2 separate regions of the Danio rerio genome follow, and region 1 is linked to region 2. Evidence: chromatin contacts called from public Hi-C data. All regions are on one chromosome and are shown on one strand. Each heading gives the region's core, a stretch centred on a gene start, on an enhancer-like site or on the middle of the called end of the contact. The rest is flanking DNA. Distances are from core to core; before and after follow the strand shown. Region 1 holds the start of foxc1a (forkhead box C1a). Region 2 overlaps LOC141377573 (a long non-coding RNA gene).

Region 1 (5,542 bases), core at 1,920-4,419, 220 kb after region 2:
GCGCCTTCTATAACTCATGTCCAATCCTCCAGTGGTGATTTTGGGCATCTTTGGCATGTCTGGTATGATATTAACCAAGCTATGCGCAAGTAAACACGTGGACACTGAACACACGCGGTGAATTACAATGACTGAGAGACTGTTACCAAAGGCCTCAGGTCAGGATGATGACAGACAGTGCACGTCTGGCACACTGAGTTGCGTAAGAGCAAATCATCAAAAACACGTCGCACACTTACAGCAACTAAAATATAAATAGTTATGCACGACAAACTTTGGTTTTATTGCTATTTACTGCATTGTTAAAAGCATTATAGTTATCAGCATACGGGCTAAACCTTTAGGATGACTTTTATTGGTGTTAAAACTAATCACTTTTTACTTAAAAAAAATAAAGCGATAAGTTACTGTTTATAAAATTAAATATAATTGAGTCTAATTTATTACAAATACTATTAACAAGCAACATTTGTAAACTAACAAAAACAATAGTCTTAATTTGATTATTTAAATGTAAATCAGTCACACTTTAAACATTTTAATCAATGCATTAATTATTAGGGAAAATACTGTATTAGGTTCCTGCATTATACGAACACTAAAATTATATAAATGGCTACATATGGGTATAAATGATTGAAAAAATCCCACAAGGCAGTGGCTAGCAGAACTCATGAATGCATATTTAGCATTGCACATTTCCCTAAAAAGCTGAAAGATTTGCAATTTGCATGCGTAACAGCTGATTATTTGCACATGAATCAATGTGCGTGATCGGTGTGTATTCATTTCTACGCGTGCGGTCTGGGTCATTTTAAGATAAGACGATCGTTCAAGTGTGCCGCAGTAAACTCCAATCATCTAGACGCGCTTATTTGGATCATTTATTTCGGTAATTGGAACCGTTTTCAAGTTATTGTGCATTATTACTCCACTAGCCGCACACATGTCTGTTCTTGGCATGGGTTTAAGAAATCAGGCGTAGCCTAATTTTAACTCAAATAGCATGGCAATTTATTAAACAAACAATGCAGTTCCTTCAGAATACTGTTTCAACAAAAGGAGATAGTTTGAAAGAATATGGCGTTATACATGTTCCGTCCCTTGTTATAATAATGGAACATTTGGACAATGAATGAAGTTCAATTTAGAAACACGTTCTGGTGTTTGGTCCATAATATCCGACTACACTTTAGAAATAAATTACTATATGCAATTTACACTTAATAACAAGTCCATAAACGTCTGACGCATTTCAACACAGCCCAGCATATAGCTCACAAAAACGAAGAAAACTTACGTGTTATTGGGAGTAACACAGCCCTTAACAAACCAAGATCAAGTGTCTGACTCGCGTTTGTGTTTCTGTTCAGTCCACCACGGGGTAGTAAATATCAGCGTCTGTCAGTATCGACGAAAAGAACGGAGGAAAAATCAAGAACAACAAGACAAAAATAAAAATTAATCGAAATACTGGTTTGGTCAAAATTTGCTGCAGTCATACACAAAAGCCCCCGACGTGCGGTAAATGGGCTGGCTCGGGGGAAACGACATTTGACAGCTGTTATTCCCGTTTACCGGCGAATTATTCAGACCGATTCTCTGCGATTCGAACATCTCTCGAACCGAATGGAAGTTCTGCTGCTGCGCTGGGTACGTCGCGCCTAGATGGCCAATGTCTCCGGCCTGGTTCAGGTACCATGAGGCGAGGCGCCCTTGGTGCGGATGGTGGCCCTCCTGGGCCGAGCTCAGATTCCCGTGGCTCAACGACGACGTGGTGGTCGTGATCGAGTAATCAGGCAGAGTTTCGTCCACGGTGGTAGCGGTGGTCCCCAAGTGGCCCGAGCGATCTCCGCCCGCGTACAAGCTCATGGCCTGCATGTTGCAGTGATAGGTGGCGTTGGAGGTAGTCGAGATAGAGTTCTGGCTGCAGGGCGAGCTGTACACGGACGACTGATTGGGAGAATAATTCAGGGACAACGTGGGTGTTATACCTGTCCGCGAGGGAGCCACGAGAGACGGGGTGAGCTCTCCGGAGCTGTGCGGCGATCCGCGGAGGGAGGTCATGATGTTGTCCACGCTGAAGCCCTGCGCGGGGGCCTGGTGGTGCTGCTCTCCAGCGCTGTCCAGGCTGAGGGAGCGGGTGGAAGGGATGCTGTGCGGGCTGCCGCTCGACATGCTGCTGCTGCTGTCGGGGCTCTCGATCTTCGGGACGGTGCTTAGCGTGGGCGAAACAGCCTGCGGAGGAGTGGACGTGCCGTTCTCGGTTTTAATGTCCTGAATGCGCACGGGCTGAGAGCCAGGCACCGACTGCTCCTGCTCGCGGGCCTGCGGCTGCGCCTGGCGGGACGGCGCCTCTTTAACACCTCGGTCCTCCTTGTCCTTCATGGCGTCCTTCTTTTTAAATCGCCGTCGTCGCCTCAAAAAGCTGCCGTTCTCAAACATATTATACGAGTCCGGGTCGAGGGTCCAGTAGCTGCCTTTTCCGGGTTTCTTATCATCGCGTGGAACTTTGACAAAGCACTCGTTCAGGGATAAATTATGCCGGATGCTGTTCTGCCAGCCCTGCTTGTTGTCTCTGTAAAAGGGAAAGCGCTCCATGATGAACTGATAAATACCATTAAGGGTCACCTTTTTGTCCGGGGAGTTCTGGATTGCCATTGTGATGAGCGCAATGTAGCTGTACGGGGGTTTCACCATATCCTTAGGCTGCGGCTGTGGAGTGTATGGCCCATATGCCCTCGCCATGCTGGCGGGGTACTGGTCGTGGGCCGCGTGAGAGTACATGGTCATGGGGGCTGGCATGCCGGTGTACCCCCCTCCGGCGGCGGCTCGGTAATAACTTTGGTCGCTGCTGATGTACGGCACAACTCCCAGCGAGTTGGGACTGGAGACGGAATAGCGCGCCTGCATGACTGCTCTCCAAAACGGCGTACAGCTGGCGAAGAACAGTCGTCAAGAAGACTGAAGCAATCCACACACAGACACACACACACACACACAATCCTGCTTGAAATGCGCCTCCTCTGAATCTGGGAATGGGAATCCACCACAGAGTCCACCGTATTTACAAAACCGGACTATTGCACCGGGTGTTGATAAGACTCGCGTACTGGCCACCTCTTTCTCTCGGAGCGCGCATCGGAAAACTTCTAAACGCTAAGCATCGGTCACTACATAATAGTTTTTGCGCACTTCAATACTTTTCCCCTTTTGCTGCCAGTAAGACTCCTCCCAATAATATCTAAGCTGTCCAATGGGAGGTCGGGCCGTGCAAGCAAGCGGCCACACACAAGGTTGAAGAAAAACGAGAGGTGTTGGGACGTCCCAGCCCACCCTGGCCAAACACACACTTCTCCAGACGCTAAAGAACCATAGTTTCTCCGCAAACTACAGCCATACAGCGAGGTTAAGCAGCAAAACATAAATATTTTAATGACAAGATTAAAATACAGCATTTGAAATGTTATATTAATATATATCGTGTGCCTTAATCATTTAATAATAGCTACTTAATGCGTCATTTATATTATTTATATATATATATATATATATATATATATATATTAATCGTATAATACCCAGAGGTAAAATCTGTTTTATTATGTATATATGTATGTATATATATATATATATATATATATATATATATATATATATATATATATATATATATATGTATGTATATATATATATATATATGTATGTATATATATGTATATATATATATATATGTATGTATATATATATATATATATATATGTATGAATATATATGTATATATATATATGTATGTATATATATATATATATATATATATGTATGTATATATATATATGTATGTATATATATATGTATGTATATATATATATATATATATATATATATATATATATATATATATATATATATATATGTATATATATATATATATGTATATATATATATATATATATATATATATATATATATATATATATATATATATACATATATATATACATATATATATATACATATATATATATACATATATATATATATATATATATATATATATATATGTATATATATATATATATATATATATATATATATATATACATATATATATATACATATATATATATATATATATATATATATATATATGTATATATATATATATATATATATATATATATATATATATATATATATATACATATATATATATACATATATATATATATATATATATATATATATATACATATATATATATATATATATATATATATATATATATATATATATATATATATATACATATATATATATACATATATATATATATATATATATATATATATATATATATATATATATATATATATATATATAATGAATAAAACAGATTTCACCTCCATGTATTATACAATTAATAACTTATGCAAACACTTTAATTCAGTGTAAAACAAGTGGTAATCATATATAATGACGTGTATTTCGCACTACCACATGAAGCCTATTAGTAAGTTTAGAGGACATTTGTTTTCAAATAATCAATACGGGACTTAGTGTAAATAATCTCCGGTCGGAGGCTTCCTGCATTTTAAGTCGCACTGCTAGTTCTTTATTAACACGGGCTGTTAGTTAACGGTCTCAATCAACACTGCTGAGCGGATCAAAGCACAGCATCCAGGCCAGAGAGCTCATTATGCTGGAATTAAGTAAGTTAAGAAGACTCTGGAGAAAGAGCCGAGGTGCGAAAGTTTGCTCCAAGTGCGAGCGAGATTAAAAGCCCTGAGAAACAAATGGGTAAAGCAAAACACCTCACATGTGTCACCGTTGGTCAAACGGGTGAGAATTATGTCATCCTTCACCTTAGCGCCTCTACGCGAATTTATGGCATGTCAATAAAACCGATGGCTTCGTAAAGTGGTTTACTTACAAAGCAATCCCCTAAACATTCATTTATACGACGCAGAGGATGATTATAGCGCATATACACTTTTATTTGGATTATTTTTAAATATGTAAGCTTTGAAATATGACGTGCACATTTTATAAATTACTAATTCCTTTCCTTTGTTATCTAATATATATATTTTAAATCTACAAAATATATATTCATACTAATTTAATATGTGTTTTACATGCGGGCCTACTGTAAAAAGTGCAGACCTCCACACAATTCATTAATGTTGTCCCAACACAAATCGATTAAGTTAACCTAACTCTTTTAACAAATTTATGTGGATTGAACATAAAAAAATAAGTTGCCCCAACGAAATCTCAAGAATTGTGTTGTTTTTTGCTTGTTTTAATTATGTAGTTTGAACAAGTAAAACTATATAATTATATATTTATTATAATGTGCATTGTATAGCTATTTACAAGTAAATCAAAACAATCCGCCCTAATTCTTCAAATGTAAGACGGCCACTCATCCCTTACGAAATGAAGATCGGGGGAGGGACACAACATTTAATTGTGAATGATAATTGTGAGGCCAAGTTGCGGTCACAATATCTTCCTAATCCCCCACAGGTCGCTCTGA
Region 2 (5,591 bases), core at 1,162-3,661:
ATTTCTCCTCATTGCTCCTCATTTCTCCTCATTTCTCTTCATTGACCCTCATTTCTCCTAATTGATCCACATTTCTCCTCATTTTTCCTCATTGACTCTCATTTCTCCTCATTTCTCCTCACTCCTTCACATTTCTCCTCATTGACCTTCATTGCTCCCCATTTCTCCACATTTCTCCTCATTGCTCCTCATTTCTCCACATTTCTCCTCATTGCTCCTCATTTCTCCTCATTCCTTCACATTTCTCCTCATTTCTCCTCATTGCTCCTCATTTCTCTTCATTGACCCTCATTTCTCCTAAGTGATCCACATTTCTCCTATTTTTTCCTCATTGACTCTCATTTCTCCTCATTGCTCCTCATTGTTCCTCATTTCTCCTCACTCTTTCACATTTCTCCTCATTGACCCTCATTGCTCCTCATTTCTCCACATTTCTCCTCATTGATCCTCATGTCTCCTCATTGCTCCACATGTCTCCTCATTGCTCCTCATTTCTCCTCATTGCTCCACATTTCTCCTCATTGCTTCTCATTTCTCCTCATTTCTCCTCATTGCTCCTCATTTTTCCTCACTCCTTCACATTTCTCCTCATTGACCCTAATTGCTCCTCATTTCTCCACATTTCTCCTCATTGCTCCACATTTGTCCTCATTGCTCCTCATTTCTCCTCATTGCTCCTCATTTCTCCTCATTGCTCCACATTTGTCCTCATTGCTCCTCATTTCTCCTTATTGCTCCTCATTTGTCCTCATTGCTCCACATTTCTCCTCATTGCTCCTCATTTGTCCTCATTGCTCCACATTTCTCCTCATTGCTCCTCATTTCTCCTCATTGCTCCTCATTTCTCCTCATTGCTCCTCATTTCTCCTCATTGCTCCACATTTCTACTCATTGACCCTCATTTCTCCTCATTGCTCATCATTTCTCCTCATTGCTCCTCATTTCTCCTCATTGCTCCTCATTTGTCCTCATTGCTCCTCATTTCTCCTCATTGACCCTCATTTCTCCTAATTGATCCACATTTCTACTCATTGACCCTCATTTCTCCTCATTGCTCATCATTTCTCCTCATTGCTCCTCATTTCTCCTCATTGCTCCTCATTTTTCCTCATTGACTCTCATTTCTCCTCATTGCTCCTCATTTCTCCTCATTGCTCCTCATTTCTCATCATTGCTCCTCATTTCTCCTCATTGACCCTCATTTCTCCTAATTCCTTCACATTTCTCCTCATTGCTCCTCATTTCTCCTCATTGCTCCACATTGCTCATCATTTCTCCTCATTGCTTCTCATTTCTCCTCATTGACCCTCATTTCTCCTAATTCCTTCACATTTGTCCTCATTGACCTTCATTGCTCCTCATTTCTCCACATTTCTCCTCATTGATCCTCATTTCTCCTCATTGCTCCTCATTCCTTCACATTTCTCCTCATTGCTCCTCATTTCTCCTCATTTCTCTTCATTGACCCTCATTTCTCCTAATTGATCCACATTTCTCCTCATTTTTCCTCATTGACTCTCATTTCTCCTCATTTCTCCTCACTCCTTCACATTTCTCCTCATTGACCTTTATTGCTCCCCATTTCTCCACATTTCTCCTCATTGCTCCTCATTTCTCCACATTTCTCCTCATTGCTCCTCATTTCTCCTCATTCCTTCACATTTCTCCTCATTTCTCCTCATTGCTCCTCATTTCTCTTCATTGACCCTCATTTCTCCTAAGTGATCCACATTTCTCCTATTTTTTCCTCATTGACTCTCATTTCTCCTCATTGCTCCTCATTGTTCCTCATTTCTCCTCACTCTTTCACATTTCTCCTCATTGACCCTCATTGCTCCTCATTTCTCCACATTTCTCCTCATTGATCCTCATGTCTCCTCATTGCTCCACATGTCTCCTCATTGCTCCTCATTTCTCCTCATTGCTCCACATTTCTCCTCATTGCTTCTCATTTCTCCTCATTTCTCCTCATTGCTCCTCATTTTTCCTCACTCCTTCACATTTCTCCTCATTGACCCTAATTGCTCCTCATTTCTCCACATTGCTCCTCATTGCTTCTTATTTCTCCTCATCGCTCCTTATTGTTCTGCGGGGCGGCTCCAGACGGAGGCTGTCAGAGGAACAGTCCTTTATTCGGGAGCAGGAAGTCATTCCACCAATGCAGAAACACACCAAAGCAACATTTCCTTCCGCTCGTGTTTCCACTGTGATTGAGTTGAAAGGCTTTTTTCTGAGAGTGTTCAGACGTGAGTTATGTTGCAGCAGAAGGACGGATCCTCTCCTCTTTCTCTGCATCTCGACTTCTCAGCACTTCTCTCTTTTTCTGCTGTCAGACATGTGTCTGTGTGTTTCGGGCCCCTGAGGGCCGGGGCCGACTGCTTATCACTGCACTTTATCAGCATGAGGGAAGGGGATGTGGGCTACAGCCATCAGAAAACAGACCTTCGCTAACCTGTAACCCAGAGACGTGCGAGAGTGGCTCAGTATGTGTGCAGGTTTATATGGTTTACAGGCATGTGTATGACGTATTAAGGTGGTTTACAGAATTACCTTGTGTCCTCGTAACTCAAAATGCTTGATAATCATACTCTATGAGGTCTTTTGACAATCGTATTTAGCCACAGGATCGCTGTAATTGTTAGGTTTAGGGCTAAGACCATGTAATGAGCAGGTTTTACTCCATGAAATACATTACACACTGAAGAAAAGCCTTTCTTACATGGATATTTTGTCTTGTTTCTATTCTAATGCAAGCAAATTAATCTGACAATGACGTAAGCAGAATAATCTTTTGCCAAAAGGAAAAACAAGATTATTTCTCTTCCCCCATTGCTAGATTATTTAGCTTGTTTTAATTTTGACTCATTATTTCTGAAACAACACAATATTTTGTGCTTGTCTGGAAAATGCTTCCTGATTTCAGAATTTGTAGAAATTTAGACTAAACGAGACAAAAACATGTATGTACAGTGTCCCTGTAAACCATGTATACAAGTATGTGTGTGTGTGTGTGTGTGTGTGTGTGTATGTTATTTTCTGAAACAACATGTCTGGCCTTGCAGATCCAATGCATACCAAATCCACTGACGAGCACTTGTTTTAATCATGTGGCGTACATCATTACTGTAGGCATGCAAATTATATGAAGGAAACTTGATTGTTGATCAAATATTTTGTCCCAGAATAGCTAACCTGTCATCATTTACTCAATACATCATGATGGAGACTGTAGAAATCTGTCAGTTTAGGCGTACTGCATTCACTTACTAAACTCTCAACAGATTGTTCCTGCTTTTAGACTCACATTATTTCATGCTGTGCTTCTTACAGTGTGAATATTCATTCAGTCACTGAGTAGTACAATTAAATTAATTGTAATTTCTTCAGTAGTATAATTTGTTTTATCAATAATTAGTATGCAGCGAGAACACTTTAAAATAAGATGTATTTTGGAAAAGAGATATTTTGCAGAATGTCTAAGCTGCTCCTTTTTGAATATAGTTTAGATGAATGGTGGCTGGGAATGGCGAATTTTAAACACAGCAAACTAAAATTATGAATGCATCACGAGTCATGTATGATCATGTTAAATATTTAATTCATTGTTGGGTTTATGGTGTTTTAGAGAAAATTATTTTATTTATTTATTTTTTTTATGAAAAATTAGTTAAAATTGATTGAAAATTATAGAGAAATAAAACATAAAAGTCTGAACATTAAAGTTCATTTTAATTTACATTTAAATGGCAATTTTAACCCAATGAATAAATAAAATGGAAAAAAAAAATTAATAAAGAGAATATAAAACTAAATAAATAAATTAAAATTAAAAGAATAAATAAATAAAATCTAAAAGAGAAAACAATTATGAATGAATAAATAAAGGACAAAAGAGAAATAAAAGAATAAATAAAAAAATAGATAAATAAATAAAATGTGAAAAAGAAAATAAAGAGAATAGAAAAATAAAAATAAATAAAGGAAAAAGGAAAAGAGAAAAAATGAAATGAATAAACAAATTAATAAATAAAAATGAAAAAAAGATAAAAAAATTATAAGAATAAAAAATGAATATATAAAAAGAGAACAAAAGAGCAAATAAATAAATAAAACGGAAAAAAGAAAACTAAGAAAAAAAAGAGTTAATAAATAAAAATAATTCTAAATAAAAGTCTGAACATTCAAGTTCATTTTTATCAATTCGCATTTAAATGGCACTTCTTAACCCAATGGTTGGTTTTGTCCATATTCAACCCAATATTGGGTTACAATAACCCAGCAATTTTTAAAATGTAATAATAATAATAGGCTGGCATGGTGGCTCAGTGGTTAGCCACTGTGGCCTCACAGTAAGAAGGTCCTGGTTCGAGCCTCGGCTCCCGCACCAAACACCAACACCCCACCAACACCCACACCAACACAGGGTAGAACATGCAAACTCCACACAGAAATGTCAACTGACCCAGCCAAGGCTCGAACCAGCGACCTTCTTGCTGTGAGGTGATATTGCTACCCACTGCTCCACCGCACCGCCCCAATTATGACTATTACAATGAAAAATATGAGCAGTAATTGGAAAAAATAAGTGCTCTCCAAAAAGTGCTGGATAATCTTATCTTAACATTGGGTCAGATATGGACTGAACTGAACAAGATTTTATTTTTGACAGTATTTTCATGAATCTTTGGTTAAAAGCATTTTTGGTGAAAAGTCTTCATCATCCAGTCCAGTAGTCTGTTATACAGTATATCTGCTTAATTTTGTGTTGAATAAATCTCATATTGTACCACAAGTGTGTAATAATCACGTCACGTCTTTCATATTTCATTTGTCAAACATCTCTTATAGCAGATTTTCCTCCACGCTGTCCCGCCACAGATTTATGATCAAAAATCCAGCCATTCTTCCAGACTGCAGATCAGAACTGCACAACTAAATGTGTGTGTGTGTGTGTGTGTGTGTGTGTGTGTGTTTGGTGAGACAATATAGGAGTAAGCAATCGAATTGAATTATTAGATTTTTAAGGCATATAAGAAGCAAAAAAAAAAAAGAAAAAAAAGGAACGAATGAATGAAAAAGGGAAGAAAAAGAAACAGAGAATTATTACCACAAGTGTATTTAAATAAACACATTAATAAAATTGAAAAATGAAAGAAAGGAAAAATAAATAAATAAATGAATAAAAGACAAAAATAATAATAAATAAATAAACAAATAAATAAAAAGGACAAATAAAAAATAAAATAAAATGGAAAAAAATAAAGAGAATAAAAAATAAGTAAATAAATAAATAGGAAAGGAAAAAGAGAAGAAAAAAAATTAAAAAGAATAAATAAATAAAATGAAAAAAATATGAAGAGAATAAAAACAAAATAAATAAATAAAAAGGAAAAAGATGGAAAAAATAAATAAATAAATAAAAAATGACAAAAGAGACAAAAATTTACAAAAGAGTAATTAAAAAGAATAAAAAGAATAAATAAATAAATAAATAAATAGAAAGATTAGAAAGTAAGTAAATAAATAAATAAATAAAAAGGAAAAAAGAGAAACAAATTCAATGAACTTATAAATAAATAAATAAAGGACAA

Evidence for each region. A called contact is a pair of places that touch in the nucleus more often than the background predicts.
Region 1: a contact with region 2 is called in a Hi-C map of embryo, with 2.7 times the contacts expected there. The contact joins the promoter of foxc1a here to the enhancer-like site in region 2. A contact is called at or near these places in 6 of 18 Hi-C or Micro-C datasets (caudal fin, embryo, hematopoietic stem cells and 1 more) and 2 of 4 datasets of contacts at active chromatin or transcription factors (caudal fin and gastrula embryo).

The regions. Positions count from the first base shown.
Region 1 is chr2:837,887-843,428 of GRCz12tu, forward strand. It overlaps foxc1a (forkhead box C1a), which reads right to left and starts at 3,170. Exons shown (of 1, transcript NM_131728.3): 1 at 991-3,170. The coding sequence starts at 2,913. The coding sequence ends at 1,483. All of the region lies in intron 1 of LOC141377579 (a long non-coding RNA gene), which reads left to right. It also overlaps a transcript of znf1014 not described here.
Region 2 is chr2:613,905-619,495 of GRCz12tu, forward strand. All of the region lies in intron 1 of LOC141377573 (a long non-coding RNA gene), which reads left to right. It also overlaps a transcript of znf1014 not described here. Among named protein-coding and RNA genes, the nearest start is that of mylk4a, 93 kb to the left of the region's middle. Within about 2 kb of position 2,412, at least 4 of the 62 cell types and tissues checked have an H3K27ac peak or open chromatin away from gene starts, as enhancers often do.